2 separate regions of the Gasterosteus aculeatus genome follow, and region 1 is linked to region 2. Evidence: chromatin contacts called from public Hi-C data. All regions are on one chromosome and are shown on one strand. The core of a region is the stretch at or near the end of the contact, and the rest is flanking DNA. Distances in the headings are between cores, read along the strand shown.

Evidence for each region. A called contact is a pair of places that touch in the nucleus more often than the background predicts.
Region 1: a contact with region 2 is called in a Hi-C map of skeletal muscle, with 3 times the contacts expected there. The contact joins the enhancer-like site here to the promoter of LOC120830349 in region 2. A contact is called at or near these places in 2 of 6 Hi-C or Micro-C datasets (both in skeletal muscle).

The regions. Positions count from the first base shown.
Region 1 is chr13:15,780,094-15,787,798 of fGasAcu3.hap1.1, forward strand. All of the region lies in intron 3 of LOC120830349 (transmembrane protein 132C), which reads left to right. Among protein-coding and RNA genes, the nearest start is that of LOC120830349, 60 kb to the left of the region's middle. Within about 2 kb of position 2,073, at least 1 of the 9 cell types and tissues checked has open chromatin away from gene starts, as enhancers often do.
Region 2 is chr13:15,720,076-15,727,706 of fGasAcu3.hap1.1, forward strand. LOC120830349 (transmembrane protein 132C) reads left to right here and starts at 3,953. Exons shown (of 9, transcript XM_040194921.2): 1 at 3,953-4,717. The coding sequence starts at 4,672.

The DNA of each region.
Region 1 (7,705 bases), core at 823-3,322, 58 kb after region 2:
GAAGCCCAGACGTGTCGCTGCGTTTTTTTTTTTTTTTAACGCTACTTTTTAATCCAGAAGGAATCACCGAGTGCTATTTGCTCGTTCCCCGGTTCAACAAAAAGATCGTGATAATGTAACACCGAATGGGGAAGGTCTGATCTGCACTGTTTGCATCTACACCAAGTGACCGTAAAGTTGCTATGGTTACAGTTGTCGAAGGCCTCACGCGGTGACCCAAACCATTTTCGGTGATATGAGTTTGATTATGTGGTAGCTCAGATTGACTTAAATGAGGCCAGGCTGGATGCTGTCCATTAGTTTGTGGAAGACATCATGTACTGTAGCAGATAATGTAAGCGCAGTGGAGAGACAGATTGAGGTTTGCATGTGTCCCAGAGAGTCCCTGTGTTTCAGATTTATAAAGGTTTAGGAGAGAATATCCTGCACTCTTAAGAGCTTAATCCCCCAGAGGATTAGATGGAGGCCACCAATGTTTGGAGTGTTGCATTACCAGAGCTTATCTTTTTTTTGTTGGAGTGGTTACTTACAGTAAACTGCTTTTTAAAAATCGTGAAGTCAAAAGTTTATGTGTCCCCTAGTTTTACATGTTTTTGGGGTGGGAGGACACCAAAACAAGAGGAACCTGAACGTCAAGGGGGGGGGGGCGGCGGTATTTTGATAATCAGTAACATAATGACAGGGTAAACAGTCACCGCATACAATACAAACGCGTATATGAACATGTATATACAGTACTCAGTACAATACCAGTACTGGTATTTGGAACCACCAGTACTACCACAGGCACCGCAACAATACACCTAAAGTTCCTTCTCCACGAGGATCGTTAAAACTATGTTTCAAATATTTTGAAATGATGATCCATTTAAAAATAGCTTTGTGGAAATTACATCGTCAAACGTTAACGTGATAATCAGTATCGTTATTATAGGGGGGCACAACAAAAGGCTAATCCAGGAAGGAGGTAGCGGCTCAATAGCAGCATTAGTAAATAGTGGCATATAGCTAATTACCCAATTGGATCAAACAGACTTCTCCTCTGTATTTAAATCCATTCTTGAGAGCTTTTGGTATTGTTTAGTGATGGTTCAGTGTGATACAAATACGTTGTTTCCGTTCTTAAATGTATGAAGTACCCTGTGCAGAAGTATCTTGAGTCGGCAGACCGTTTATACCTGTGGTTGGATCACAGTTGTGCTCGCTGCAGGTAGCACTCTGCCAGGGAGGCAAAGTGGGGCGAGATGTAAACATGCAATTGTCTACGAATTCTGACGCCCACAAAGTTTTTCTTCTAATTATATCTATTGAACAAGCACTCAGTTTGGATTGCATCGTATGTTTCCCTCATGCATCTTCGTGATAAGGGACCACAGAAAAGTGAGATAAGCTCTACTGGTCCTTCATTTTGCCAGTCAGATTTCTCCCATAAGCTCCTTCCCCATAGATTCATCTAACTGAAAAAGGAAGAAAAAAAACGTGGCCTGCAGTTGCCTCCAATTAACCTCAGCTTAGCTAGGCCTCCACTATGATTGGCTTTCATACAGGAGCCTATTCCACTTAAAGAAATGCCCGGTCTGGCACCAAGCTTTCTCATTTCTCCAACCTGCACAGGGGAAATATTTAAATAAGCCTATTAAAACAGGCCCAGGGCTGTTGAGAACGATGTAGAGGCAGTATTAGAACAAGGAAGAAAAAAAAGGTAACTGACGGTGTGGTACTCTGTACTTGGAACACAAATGGGCAGCTCTGCTTTCAGTCAGAAGCAGATTCAATCAACCAGAAGACAAACCGGGAAGGCACAAGTCACATCCCCGTCTCCTCTACAGCACTTGAGCGGGGCGTCATTGACAAGCAATCTCTTCCTGTCCCCCGTTATCGCTCCCCCGGCCTAACGGGCTACTACGTCCAGCTGGAAAGCCCAGGATGTCACCATGAGGCGCTCCCTCCTCTCCCCTGTTTAGCAGGACTTACAAGCCCTGACATATAATCAGGCGGTGCGTACACCTCAGTGGGCCACCGGGACGTCAGAAGCTGCACCCTCAGCGCCTCCGCACAGGAGAACCAGCAGGCATGCTCCCGCCTCCAGATGAGATGCCGCGCTTTGTACATGTCACCTTGAACCTGCGCGCGCACACAGGCACACTCAGCATGGAGACATGTATGTTCACGCACGGACCGATGCATGCGGGGCGGATTCGAGTTTCAAACTGAGGTGATAGTGAGGCACCGGGAGGCGTCTTTGGCTTGCGGAGGTCACGCGGGAAGGACGTCCACAGAGGCTGCCCACTTGAGCAATGACTCCACCGCCTTCCTTGTCATTTATGCCAGGACCATATTCCTGATTAACCATCAGTGCTCGATGCATATCTGCATGCTTTACAAAGCTGACGCGCCTGTCGATGACGGCGAAGCCGCTGTAGCATCTTCGTCTAGCAGCTGGAGCTGATGCAGTCCGACGTTTCCAGACACTTGTCATTAGTCTCTCGTAGTGTGATCTCCAGAAGCGTCCTCCATCTCCCCACTGCCTGCAATATGGCCAGCAGCATACGATGACTGTGCTGGATATGTAGACTGGTGCCATTAAAGCTCTCTGTCTTTTAATTAGTCTTTAGATTTCATGATCGAGTGCTTCCAGTTATGGATCAATGTCAAGATATTGCCAAGACAGCCACTCACATCACACTCCCTAACTGCTGATCAATGAATAATCTGCCGCAGAAAGCCCGCTGATATGTGTATACTATGTGCATCTGGAGGATTTGTCTTACGTGTACCTTATTTACCGTACCGTATTTCAACAAATACGCAGTTTGATTAAAGGAATGGGTGTGTAGGGTGGATGCGGTGTGTCAGGAAATGTACATCTGATATTTGTGTGAGTAAGTGTGTGTGTGTGTGTGTGTGTGTGTGTGTGTGTGCCTGTGTGTTTTTGCTCTAGTAGTAATTTTACGCTAAGTTCATTAAGAGGGGCCTAAACACCTTAATGCACTCCTGAAAGGGAGTCGAGCACGTACTGGGAAGAGGTGCTTATATAGTGCTTTGAGTTTCGAAAATCAATGAAATCCTCTTTTTCTTATTTTTAAATGAAAAGCTTCTAAATTTCTGATACAGATTAATTGGGCATCACATTCAGAATCTAGAGCTGGCACGGTTAAAGTAGTTTAGACCAATCTGCAGACTGTATTACAGTCATTCACCCTCTTAATTGAGGTTTGTGTCCATACTTTTGCAGTATCGTTTTTAAAATGAGATCCGTTAAATAGGTAGTCAAAGAATCTGATATATTACTGTGTTTTCAAAGTAATGAGGTGGCGAGATTATTACATTGTTCAAAGTGAATGCAAATTGGCTGCGATAAGCTTTTCAACAGACTTCTAATGCGTGGCACTTTTATAGCTTGAGAGCTATAACACATATAATAATTTGCATAATCTGCAATAAATAATCTGCGGAAATGAAAGAATTCTTGGAAAGACAATATATTTGAAACTCATCACATTTGGAAGCTAGTCTCAGGTATGCTTTTAAAACTGAACACTAGAGAGAAGATGCTTTTTAATGTTGAAGTATAGCTAGTGCTTTGGTGTCACTTAGTTTTTATGGAGTCTCTGAATTAAAATGTATCTCATAAGGACTCAGTAGGAAAGTTGGTTGCCTCTTACCCTTCTGATCCCTGGCACTGCATTAAGAGTAAGGAACAAGGCAATCATGCCCACACAGCCTCCACATCACTTCCTCAACTGTAATTATCACAAACAAAGCAGCTCCCTTTACACAAGCGGCAGGAGTGTGACTTGTAAATTTAAGTGAGCATGTGAGCGTGTGATTGGGAAAGTGTCCATGTGCATTTTTAAGTGTGTATGCATGTGCGTTTATGTTTGCCTACTAGCATTTATTGTCTGACATTTACTAAAAAGGTCTCTGCGGTACTTACGTGATGATGTTTCAGTCTTTGCACGAGGTTTTCAGAAGGTGCTAGCACTGATCCCACTCTGCCGCTGCAATTTTGACACCTGGCCACGCTGTCCTTGTTTACCACCGACCTGCTTGCAGAACACATGCTGTAATATTGAGCTGATCCTTCCCCTCCCGCTTTTGTATCTCACAAAGTCAGAGCTTAACTTTACACATCCTACAAGCAGGGGGCTAAAGCATAGGTTGCAATAGAGTACCATTGATCTGGTGGTCTGGTCAATGAGTCGTGTGTCCTCCCCGGGTTCTGTTGCCATGCCAACGGTGGCAGAGCTGAAAGGACCCCAGGTTTTGTGGGTCTTTAGGGATTCTTTTCCGTGGAGGACAGGCGCTACCCGTTTCACAGCACCTGCAGGTGCGAGGGCAGGCCCACACGGTCACATGATGTCACCCACAGATCAACAAGGGGGAGCATGTGGAGGGGATGATGGCGGAGGGAGAGTTTATCTGCACCCAGGATTTGCATCACTGCCCCAGGGCTCAGTGTCTGCTGCCCCCTAGTGTGTGTGTGTGTGTGACTGAGTTGTCAGCAGCTTTGCTGGCCGTTCACTGTGGTTAATGCCTGTTATCCAGCCCTGAGATGAGTGCTTTGATGTGGGGAAAATTGAGTGTAACTGTCGGAACAAGTAGCAATTTATTATATCGCAAATTGCTTCTTAAATAGCTTTGCTACAGAGACAGCCATAGAGTGGAACTGACTGGGAAGCGATGTCTGATGCACAAAGGTCTGAGGTCACCGGTGATGAAAGCTTGCCGTCATTAGGGATCCATTACACCTTGGAGCCTACTTCAGCTGATGGGACTCTGAGGATGTTGCGCTGCAGAAAAGCATTTACTTTTGTTTTGACGCTTGTCTGCATGGAGCATTTTCATTAGCTTCAAGATGGGATTTTGTTGTCTAGGAACTGAAATGCCACAGTTTGAGGCCGGACTCATAGACTGCGCCCTGTGTCCCTCGAGGCAAGTTAAGAAACAAATGGAATATTACTCTCTTTACGCTCTTCTACCGTTTTTTGCTTGAGCGTCTTTCCCTGTTTATCCCCCTTAATACAAATAGACTTTTAACTACTCTCAGTGTCTGGAGATCCAGTGTCTCTTCTTTCTTGGTGCAGCCTATTACAGCTCTGTTAAAACGTGTTCTTATATATTCTTTTTAGAAACTGAAAACTAAAACATTGTTATGAAGTGACAGTTTATGAACGGAGTGAAATAAATCAAAACAACACAGAAGCTCTGCTGTGTCCTTTTTTAAGGCGACATTTGGCGTTTGCCTTTTGTCATGTACGTTCAATCACATGCGTGACAGTTTGAGTTTGCGAGACCGGCTGAGGAGAAAGCTTGAGCAGCGAGTACGGTGGGAGTTGAATATTTCATCTCATGGAGGCTGCAGAACGCTGTTAAGCTAATCGGAAATACGATCCACTAACCGGCTTTGATACACGCAAGCCAGAAGCATTTGCTTTGCGCCCATGGTTCATTATCATCGTATAATTAATAGTACTCATCCCTTTTCTCTGTGTGCTCGTTAGAAAAGGGGAAACGAATAAATGATTAAATTAAAGGGAATCTGACGCCTATTAAAAGTGGGTTTTAATTCAAGCACTGTAGGTTATTTGAAATGTAACAGTGGAATCTTTTTTATGAGCTCCTGCAGAATAAGATAAATAGAATTAAACTTCCCAGAATGTAAATCTTCTCTATTGGGAAGAACAAAGCAGTGATGTAGAAAACGTTTTTATATTATAAGCTTACTGTATTAAGGCATTGCTTTTATTACGTCTATAGAACGTACCGTCTTGATTTGATAAGGTGCAGGGGATAGAGGTTCACAAAATGCATGATTGTTCCTCGACTAGATACGGACCAAGAACATTATGGTCAATGTGCCCCAAGACTAAACGGAGATTCCATTTTCTGAAACTGGTACAATGGTAGAACAAAAATGTGGATTTTACTGCCTTTACCTGGTTTGTTGTCAGTTCTGACAGAAGTTTCCAAATAACCTTTTTTGAAATGCATCTCAAAGCCCTTTCCCGGCATGAAAAGTAAAGTTTAGAGGTATTATCAGCTATTTATGCTAAATGTGACAAAACATGGCCCATGTGACTGAAGCATTTTTAGGGGCAGTATAAAGAAGCTGAGGCTGCAGCTCAAAGTAAAACACATATTGTTGGTGAAACCGTATCACACACATGGCAACTGGATATTTAAAGAGAAGTAGTGTGCGTAAGGGATCTTCAACTCCTTAATGAACTTGTTATATCTACATTTATTAGAGCAGCGGCCCCACTTAAGATAATATACCGGCCTTCAAGTTCAGAGTGTTGACGAGGTCCCGGAACAGCGCACAGAACTGTATTAAATGGCCACTTACTAAGCTCTGCGGATTACAAGCCTCAATGTCAAATAGTTTGCAAGATATGAATGTTGTTGCAATAATTACATTTTATTTTCTACTCTGCACCAGCGCTCAGGCATCATCACTGTAATAGTCTCAGCATGAGTGTAAAATTCAAATTCTATTGAGAAACATATGGATGTAATAATAAATAAAGCACATTTGATGGACTATAAAAATGAATGGTCGTCAGGTAGAAGGATTGATGAAGAAACACATAATTTGTGAGTTTAGATATGTTTTAAATAGCATAGTAACAATACATAAATAGGAAGCGAGAACTTAAAAAAAAATTTTTTAATAAAAATAAATACCCAGACCACTTCTAACAAGCAACCACATCAGAACTCTGACATCTTTATGTTCCCGATATATTAAGAAAGGTGACGACGCTCTGACCGGAAACCAAAGTCCTTGGGTCACACTGTAAACCTCGGGGAAACACTGTATTGTATTACATTATAATGAGTTACGGTGTGGAGAGCATAAAACATGTTAAAAAAATGTTACTTGGGCCGGAGTACAAAGTCAGGTGTATGGTAAGTATATTATTAGTATCTTTATTTCAAATATCCGTTTCCCGTTTAAACTCAAGTACAGGAAAGGAGACAAGGGAAGGAGAGAAGCCAAAGGGTGGGAAGTGGGGGGGCTTACAAAGTTTAGAGGGCGCGTAGAAGGAAAAGTCAACCTTTTCAATTCGGCCACGTCCATAATAGAAAGGAACAGAGATAGCGACAGGAGGAGGGGAAGAAAAGGTGTAACTCCTGCTGAAACGCTTTCAAATAATAGTGCTGAATGTCAGTGAGGCTCTGTGGCTCCGCAGGTTCACGCTTATGCAGCAGAGATATATTAAATGTGGGGGGTCACAAGAGTTAAAGCCAGATATAAGGGAGACAAATCAGACAAGAATACAGACAATTTAAGATTAAAAAAAGAGGGAGTGGAGTCATGTGATGATATATAAAAAGGGTGCAACACAACAATATAGACGACACGTATTCCCATTTGAATCATTTTAATGATGCGTCCAGGCGGATGAGAGTGAAAAACACGTGCTTATTGTTGGTGTTCAATGTGCTGATCACAAAGTGTAATAACTGACACCTTTTGCAGTACATGGTTCAAGAATCACATTCATAGGGGGTTTCTGATTAAAGGGCCTGAAAAAGTGTCAGTATGGATTTTCTCTATATGTTGGACACGCAAAGGAAAACCTCATTTTCAAAGCATCTTTTTCTCCCTTCTTCTGGCAGCAGTAACACATTGCAGTCTGTGTGCTCGTTCTATTCTCCTGCAGGATGTAAGCGATAAAGATCCCTCTGTATAAAGTGT
Region 2 (7,631 bases), core at 2,703-5,202:
TAATATCCTTTTGTGCTGGCAGTGCATTGCCAAGTGAAGATTGTGGATGGAAGTAAATCAGCTATTTTAAAGGTCAGTGGAAGTCATAAGCACACCAAAAGTAGACTATGACACATTATAAGTGATAAGAAAGAACCGTCTGGTTGTGGAAGAATGAGGAGAGTTAACCTTATTCCATTCACGCTATCATGATTGCTCAACTGTCTGTCAAATATAGTGTGCTCACATGCAGTCAGCCACATCTGTAGGAAACTCTTTGCTCTGGCTAAAATACTTTGAGACAGATGCAGAGTAATGCATTCAATTCCCTGTGCCCTGATTACATTGAAATATTCACCTTTTAAGTGGTTCAGAAGAGAAATGCGTTGAAACAATCATAAATTGAATCATATTAAACCAGTTAAACAAGTTCATTTTGGGCACACAGCGAAACCGAGGCAGCAGAAAACACTCAGGTCTTATCTGGTTTGAAGGTGATTCAGCTAACATTTTTGCCTTTGCACATCAAGCAGACGCACAGTAACATTAGCATTAATTTGGACCTGTGTGTCGGGCCACTGGCGGAAAGGTGTTCAATTATTCATCCTTATTTTATCTCTATTTTTTGGTCTCTTCTAAGTGCTCAGTCAGCTAGTTGCTACGTATGCTCCTCTAGATTCCATTTATTTTTTGACACCATGACTGCAGGAAGTTTCTGCTCCCAGGCAACAATTAGTGTGGCACATAAAACCCCCCGTAAAAAGCCACATTTTATACTCGATACTTAGTGGGCAAGCGTTTGGACACAGAGGATTAATTGTTTTTGTGCTTAGATAAGCTAACTGGCTGAAGTTTATAGCTTAATATTCAATAAACAGATATTACAGCTGTATGTTTTTATTAATCTAAATGTTTTACAGTACGCTTAAAAAATAAAAATAAAATAAAAGGGCTCATTTTTGCTTTTGGTGGAGTCAAAGGGCAAATTATTTGGAACTAAACTGGTGACTAACAGCACTGCGGACTATAGGAAGGTCACTCTTTGCCATCCCTCTGGGCATCGGCCTTGAAAACAGCTCCCGGAGAGGCTGATAAGTAAATACAGTTTTAATGGGCTGTGAATGGCTAGTGGTAATCTGCGCGGGCGGGCGAGTGGGCAACGGCACAGAGGGCGACCGGGCATTCGGCAGCGGTTATTATTAATGCTGCCATACATCAGATAGGCCGGGAGAGGACAATGAAAGGTGGTGATGAATTTAAGGTCTGCTGTCTACCATCCGACTGCAGGACAACATAGCGAGGCCGGTTAAGGTCATAGATGAAGGATACCACCCCAAAAAGGAGACACAGGGGACAATTCATCATAGAGGGGAGCATGGTATGTACCACAGGGGCTTACAGGACGGAAGGTCGTGGGGGGGCAGTGGGGTGGTTCAAAAATACCCCCTTTAAGTGTGTATCTATCTACCCGTATGCTACTCTTAATATAGGAACACACCACAATGTAGATGTAGCCCAGACTACCAGGAAGTTTCTCTTGCAGGAAACTAAACTTGCAAACATTCCGAGGTAAAATCTGAAGCCCGATGTCCGACAGGGGAAATGCAATGTGTTGCATGTGCGTGCATCTGACATTTACGTCTTCGGCCCGGTTTCAAGGTGTGTAAGCTTCCAGATCTTTTTTCAGACATCAAAGACCTGATCGCTTTCTTCAGACATCAAAGTCGCGCGACCTGCCTGCAGAAAAGGTCGGCGCATCTAAACGTTGCGCAAGTCAAGACACCTACAGTTCTTTTAGAACTGCTCTACCTATTTCAAAGACAAAGAGTTCCTAATACAATGTGACTCATCATATTCAGGACGGAAAGGGATGGTGAGTTTTTACAGCAAGGCCGAGGAAATGAACTTACCATGTGCAGGACTGACAGGGTTTCAGCTACTTCTTTTTAATGACTGGACGCCACACAGGCGATGTAACCCGAGCCATCCTGGCGCTCGCTCTGATTTCCATCTGTGGAACGGCCTGCAGTGTGGTGAGGGCTTTAGGGGGATTGCTTGGAGAGTCAGACTACAGACGGGCTGCTTTTGGACAGCGACCGGCCGTTGTGTGAGTGATGTGCCAGCTCAACCATTACAGCTAGGGAAGTGACTGCTCTACATCAACACTCCTAATGCTTCTTCCAGCTGTACAAGAGTGGAATAGTTTCCACGATCAAATTGCACAGATTTAGGGGGGAGCAAAAGCTCGGCTCCTTCAGGAGCAAATGGAATTCGAAGTGAACTAGAAAGGATGCCTTAAGTAAGGACAGATGCTTGGGCTGTAACTATGATTTAGTGTTTGAGAGGGTTTGAAACCTGCTCTTACCTCCAAAAACATCTTCACCGGAGCTTAAGGGAGTAGTATTCACACTGTTTCTGTGAATGTAAGTAGTGATCTGGGTGATTTAATTCCTGTTTCACCGGCCTTTTGCCGATGTACTGAAGCTTGGCTTGTGAGAAAGTGGACTGACATGTGAGATTAGTTTAAAGTAGGAGCTGCAAGCTATTTGCATGTAACTAAAGTATGTACAATTTGTGTTTGTGCTGTAATCAGAACATGTATTATATCTCTTTATTAAGTATTATTGTACACATCATTTTTGTAATAAAATGGTGAGGTTAGTATTTGTCGCCTTTAGTGTGGGATTGATAAACATGATCTTCCATTGTGGAATCATACTTTACATTAATTACATCTCAGGACAGCATGAGCCGCTTTCTCACTATTAAAGTAGAAAGCAACAGAATGTTAGATCCTCGCTTGCAGTGATCACAGCATGGCAGGCAGGCAAAGCTATGCAACAAACTCTCATGAAAATAATGATTAGACTGGTGGGTGACTCATCTAATGTTTCTGTATTTAGCATTCGTGGATTTTTATTTGTTTTTTCCCTCTGACCACCTGGACTACCCACAAGAAAACTAAAATCCTGGCTCCCGGTGTAATCAATTACCAGATGACAGTACTAAACCATATTGCATTTCATTTGTCCTTCTGAAGCAACAGTCGCGTTTTGGAGTTGTTCAAAAACGACCACATCGCTGTTTAAAGTAACGTATGAAGCTGCATCAGAGATGATACGGCCGTAGAGACACATCTGCCAGCGGCAGTACCGCTCCATATTTCATGTTCAGGGCACGATGTTACCTTATGAAAAGAGCATCTAAAGTGCAGGTGGTGACATTGGAGACGCATGCTGTGATTGAGAATATGTCATTCATGGCCTCTCGTAGGACTATGTGTGTTAAAATAAATGAACAATGAGGAGCTCAATTACAGAAAAGACACCACAGCTCGACAAACTGGGGATTTGCATGCGTCACGTGGTTTCTTATTGGATCGTTGCAGCGCCCGACAGGGTCCTTTGCTTTCTGTCCTCCTGCTTCACAGGTATCAGTGTTCAGTTCAGGCCACACGGGGTCACTGGTGCATGTCGGGTGGTGTAATCACGCAATCAACTGGACATGTTCGAACAACAACTTCTGAAGTCATTCTGGGTTGTTTTTTTTTCGTGCACAGAGGGCAGCGGTAAAGGTGGGGAAGGGAAAGGCATTTCTCCAGGAAAGAATATCTATGAAAAGAGAGTTAAAACACGTCTTATCTGAGGTAGAACTGTCCTTGAGACGCCTTTTGGGTTGACGGTGAATTAAATTGGTCAACGGCGCGCATACGCATGAGTATTCCCGCCCCTTCCTCGGACAACGGCGCGTTGCTGAGGCGCCCCGAGCCTCTCCATGTGTGTCGGTGCCACTTATTGTCACAGCTCTCGGCGTCCTTCTGCTCTCTCTCTCTCTCTCTCGCTCTCTCTCTGTCTCTGTCTTTCTCTCTCTCTCTCTCGACGCGCATTGGACGGCTGCGGTGCGTAAGCTCCAGTGAAACTGTCGCCTATTTCCTGTCTATTTAAACATCGAAAGCTTGAAAGCGGACTTTCGCACATCATTTTGAAGCACCGGGTGCCAAAGTGGAATTAGAAGTGGACGCCGGCACGTTTGGCTCCGGAACCAGAGCTCCGCGCGCTCTGCTGCGCGCCGCTGGAGTTTCGCTCCGGAGTGGCCCGGGTGTGGATACGCTGACCTGTGTGGGAATTTAAACGTCTTTACTTTTATATACTATACCGTACGTAGTGTCGGGGGGCGGCGGAGGGAAACGGGGGGTGGGGGTGGGGGACCGCTTCGGTTCATGCCCAAGTGTCGCGCTTTACGCACTGCAGAGCAGCCAAGTGGCTGGTGAAGCGGAGACAAAGTGACGAAGTGAGGACAAGGGAGTGAGATGTTTTCCATTCGTCTGTTTGGGGAGAAAACTGTTTTCGGAGAACCGTTGTGAAGATGTAAAGCAACACTGGTTCATTCCATCGGGCGCCTGAGTGTCTCTTCTGGAAATGCTTCAAAGAGTGATGCAAAGCGGCGCGCAAGTTTCTTCTCTTTTTCCGGAAAGAAACAACTAGATAAGACGCAGGTGAAGAGGCTTTCGCTTCAATTGGTCACATGCACTATGCTTTTCTTTCATTTGAAAATGACCAGATGAGGCATAAGATATTTTTACCTGAAAAAAGGATTTTTCAATTCCTACTGCAAGACGGACTTTAATTAAGACATTTCGACTTCCATCTATTTTTGGGGGGAATTCATATTTGCCTACAGACTCAAAGAAACATGTTGCATATCCTTGCACTCCAGTCGGCGGTGTTACTTTTTGCAGGTAAGCACAATATCATTACATTAACCTTTTGTTCCATTGATACAACTGAGGGTATGTGTGTATGAATAAGTTCAGTTGAACTGTCGCCAACACATAGTTCAAGCAATTTGGGACAAATGCTTCCTGATCCACAGCTGAGTGAGTTAATCTGCTCTAATTCATATCTGAATATATCAGCCACGTGGTGCTATTTTGCGTGGTGAAGTTATACTGTGTGACAAGAATTAGAATATTGGTTCAGACGTGTGTTTTGGAGAACCCACTGCACCTGCACAACATATGCAGAGCAGCTCTGGCCTTAAATAACATTTATCTCATGAATAGTATAACTGAAGCTTATTATAACATCAACGCCAATAATCAGAGCACTGTAATGGTGAGACATCAAATCACAACATGACATAAGCGGTGATAATCACCATGTATTGTGGACATATATTTTGGAATACTTCTTTCGGCTTCTTGCCAAAACGCTGATCATTTAAATGTGTCCAGGAAAGCGGCTTCTACCTGGTTCGGTTCAACAGCCAGAATGTATCTGGGGGCCATTGGTGGTCCAGCAAATGATTCCCTTCTCTGTCTTGTGGGAAAATGTTTAAACCAAAAAATTCACTTGTCAGCACTGTGTCTTTATGTTCAGATATTTTCAGTTTGGCAGGTGTAAAAATATTCAACTTAAGATAAACTGCAATGAATGAACATATTTCTTATTCCGAACACAAGATGTCTGCCTTTCTGTTAAGCCTGCAGGCCAAGAATAATCACCTGCTTAAATTCATATAACAGCCCAGAGCTAATCAAAAGTCCAAATAATAGAAACACCTAGACATGATTTCAATATACAATTAGAAAAACGAGCCGTCTCTGCATGTGAAACTGCATTTCACACGCTGTTGTGCACGTACACCTTGTTTATGCTTCTTTCTCACCGCTCAGAGAACGACTCTTATTTGACAGTGCATCTATTATGTGTGCTGACTCACCGCTGGACGGTGCACGGTAATGATGTTGGCAATGTGCAAAAGGCCATCTCAGTGACCATACACAGGATCCTCCTAATTGAAAATGGTGTGTCATAAAGCTGCACATAGTCTCACTGTGAATAGTGATGGTAATTGATAACACACTCAATGAGAGGAAATGAGAGGATCAAATCCATGGAAGAAAAATCTCTACACAGCATAATGAAGCCATAATTAGGGAGTGAAACCGTCTGGTATTCTGTTGTGATTGTGACCGTTGTTTGGAAAAGCACACATTTTGTCAGCCCAGAGAGAGGACATAATGCCTAGAAATCTCTTGAGTAAAATGTCACCGAAATAAAGTGAAGATGTAAACCCCCAAAAATCAGACAACAGGCCTTACTTTATTCATTTAGAAAAAAAAAAGTCCTCTCTATTCATTAGACCTGCTATAGGTGTGTTCCAGGGAGACACCTCGCTGGGGTTCCTGAGTGGAATATCCAATCTTCCCTCTCTTCGTCTTATCCTTGAGCTTAACGTGATCCAAAAGGGGATAAAGCAAGGATAGGCTTCAGTCTACAACTTTAAGTTCTCAGCACCGTGACTCCTCTTGTCCCCACTGTGTCTGTCCTCACGCGTCCACATCCTCGACAAAGGATTGGGCTTGTCCTGTAGTGTTATTTATATTTTTTGGAACAAAAACATTTGACCAACCCAGCAGAGGTTCTTAGGTTCTTTCTCAGCGGTGAGTGTTTATCTGTAATTTTCCCTGAAAGACACACTGCTGTGGTCCTGCACCCCAGCGCTGTGGCACACATCCAGCTCCTCTTTTCTTGCCCCTGGCAGACTTTTACTAATGTCCTTGAGCAAGAATGAACCAAGAAATGAGAGAGAGGGTTTCCTACTGCAGGCACAGAAAATACGACACAAATCAATAGACTAAAAGTCATCTGTATGAGTTTAAATGTGAAACATGCTTTCTCAGCCCGGAAACAGTCTATGCACTGTTTCTGTTGATGCTCTGCAACTTAAAATGCACGTATGTCTGTTTTACTGTCACGCATGTTTCTTTTGTTAGTTGCACTCTATCAAATTGGGATTGAATTGCTAATTAATTGCATTGTTGTGAATATTTTCATTCTGTATTTTTCTTGACTTGGTGTTTTATAGCAATCAATGATTTCAGAAAATCTCATTGAGAACCACTAATCTCAAACCCTTAACAGATCATTAGTTATATATGTATAAGAAGCATATGAATATTAAGTTGTAACTGAGTCTCTGTCTTTAGGGAACTTGCATTGGATAAAACCTGGAATCCTTTTTTCTTGTTTGTTGGCATTAGCTTGGTAATGATGTTTGAATATGGATCAGTGAACATGAAAAAAGAACAGACGTAATGCCTGTCGGTCATTTTTATCAAGGCTGTTTTACAGCTGCGCTTTGACTACGTTGTGGCGTGCTTTTTTGATTCATGATGGAGGACCCGGTTAATAAGAGGCAGATTTTTCCCCTGGCAAAAAATCCAATTTTGGCGTAGCTCGGGTGGGTTTTTTTCTGGAAGGGAGAAAAGAAAAGACAATCACAGCAGCAGCAGGACGTAAGCAGAGTATGGACTCGTCTGCTGTGTGATTAACAACCACTGCAAATGTTTTACGCCACTGGTTTGCGTGTCAGATTGAGGTCCTTCGCTAATGACCGTAAACACACTGAGTGGGTGGACTCTCAAGTAATTCTCGTGTATTGTTCCTTTACGCTTATAATACTGAAAGTGTGTGTGGGAGGATTGTAGTTTTCCTATCACGGAGTAAAATAAGTTTTCTTTTTTTATCCCCCATGAATTCATCTATCATCGGTGTAATGTCCTACGATATTCCCACAAAGCACTTCGGCCTCGTGTTTATTGGCTCAGTATAACTGCCATGATCTCACATTCAATTTAATCAGGTTTC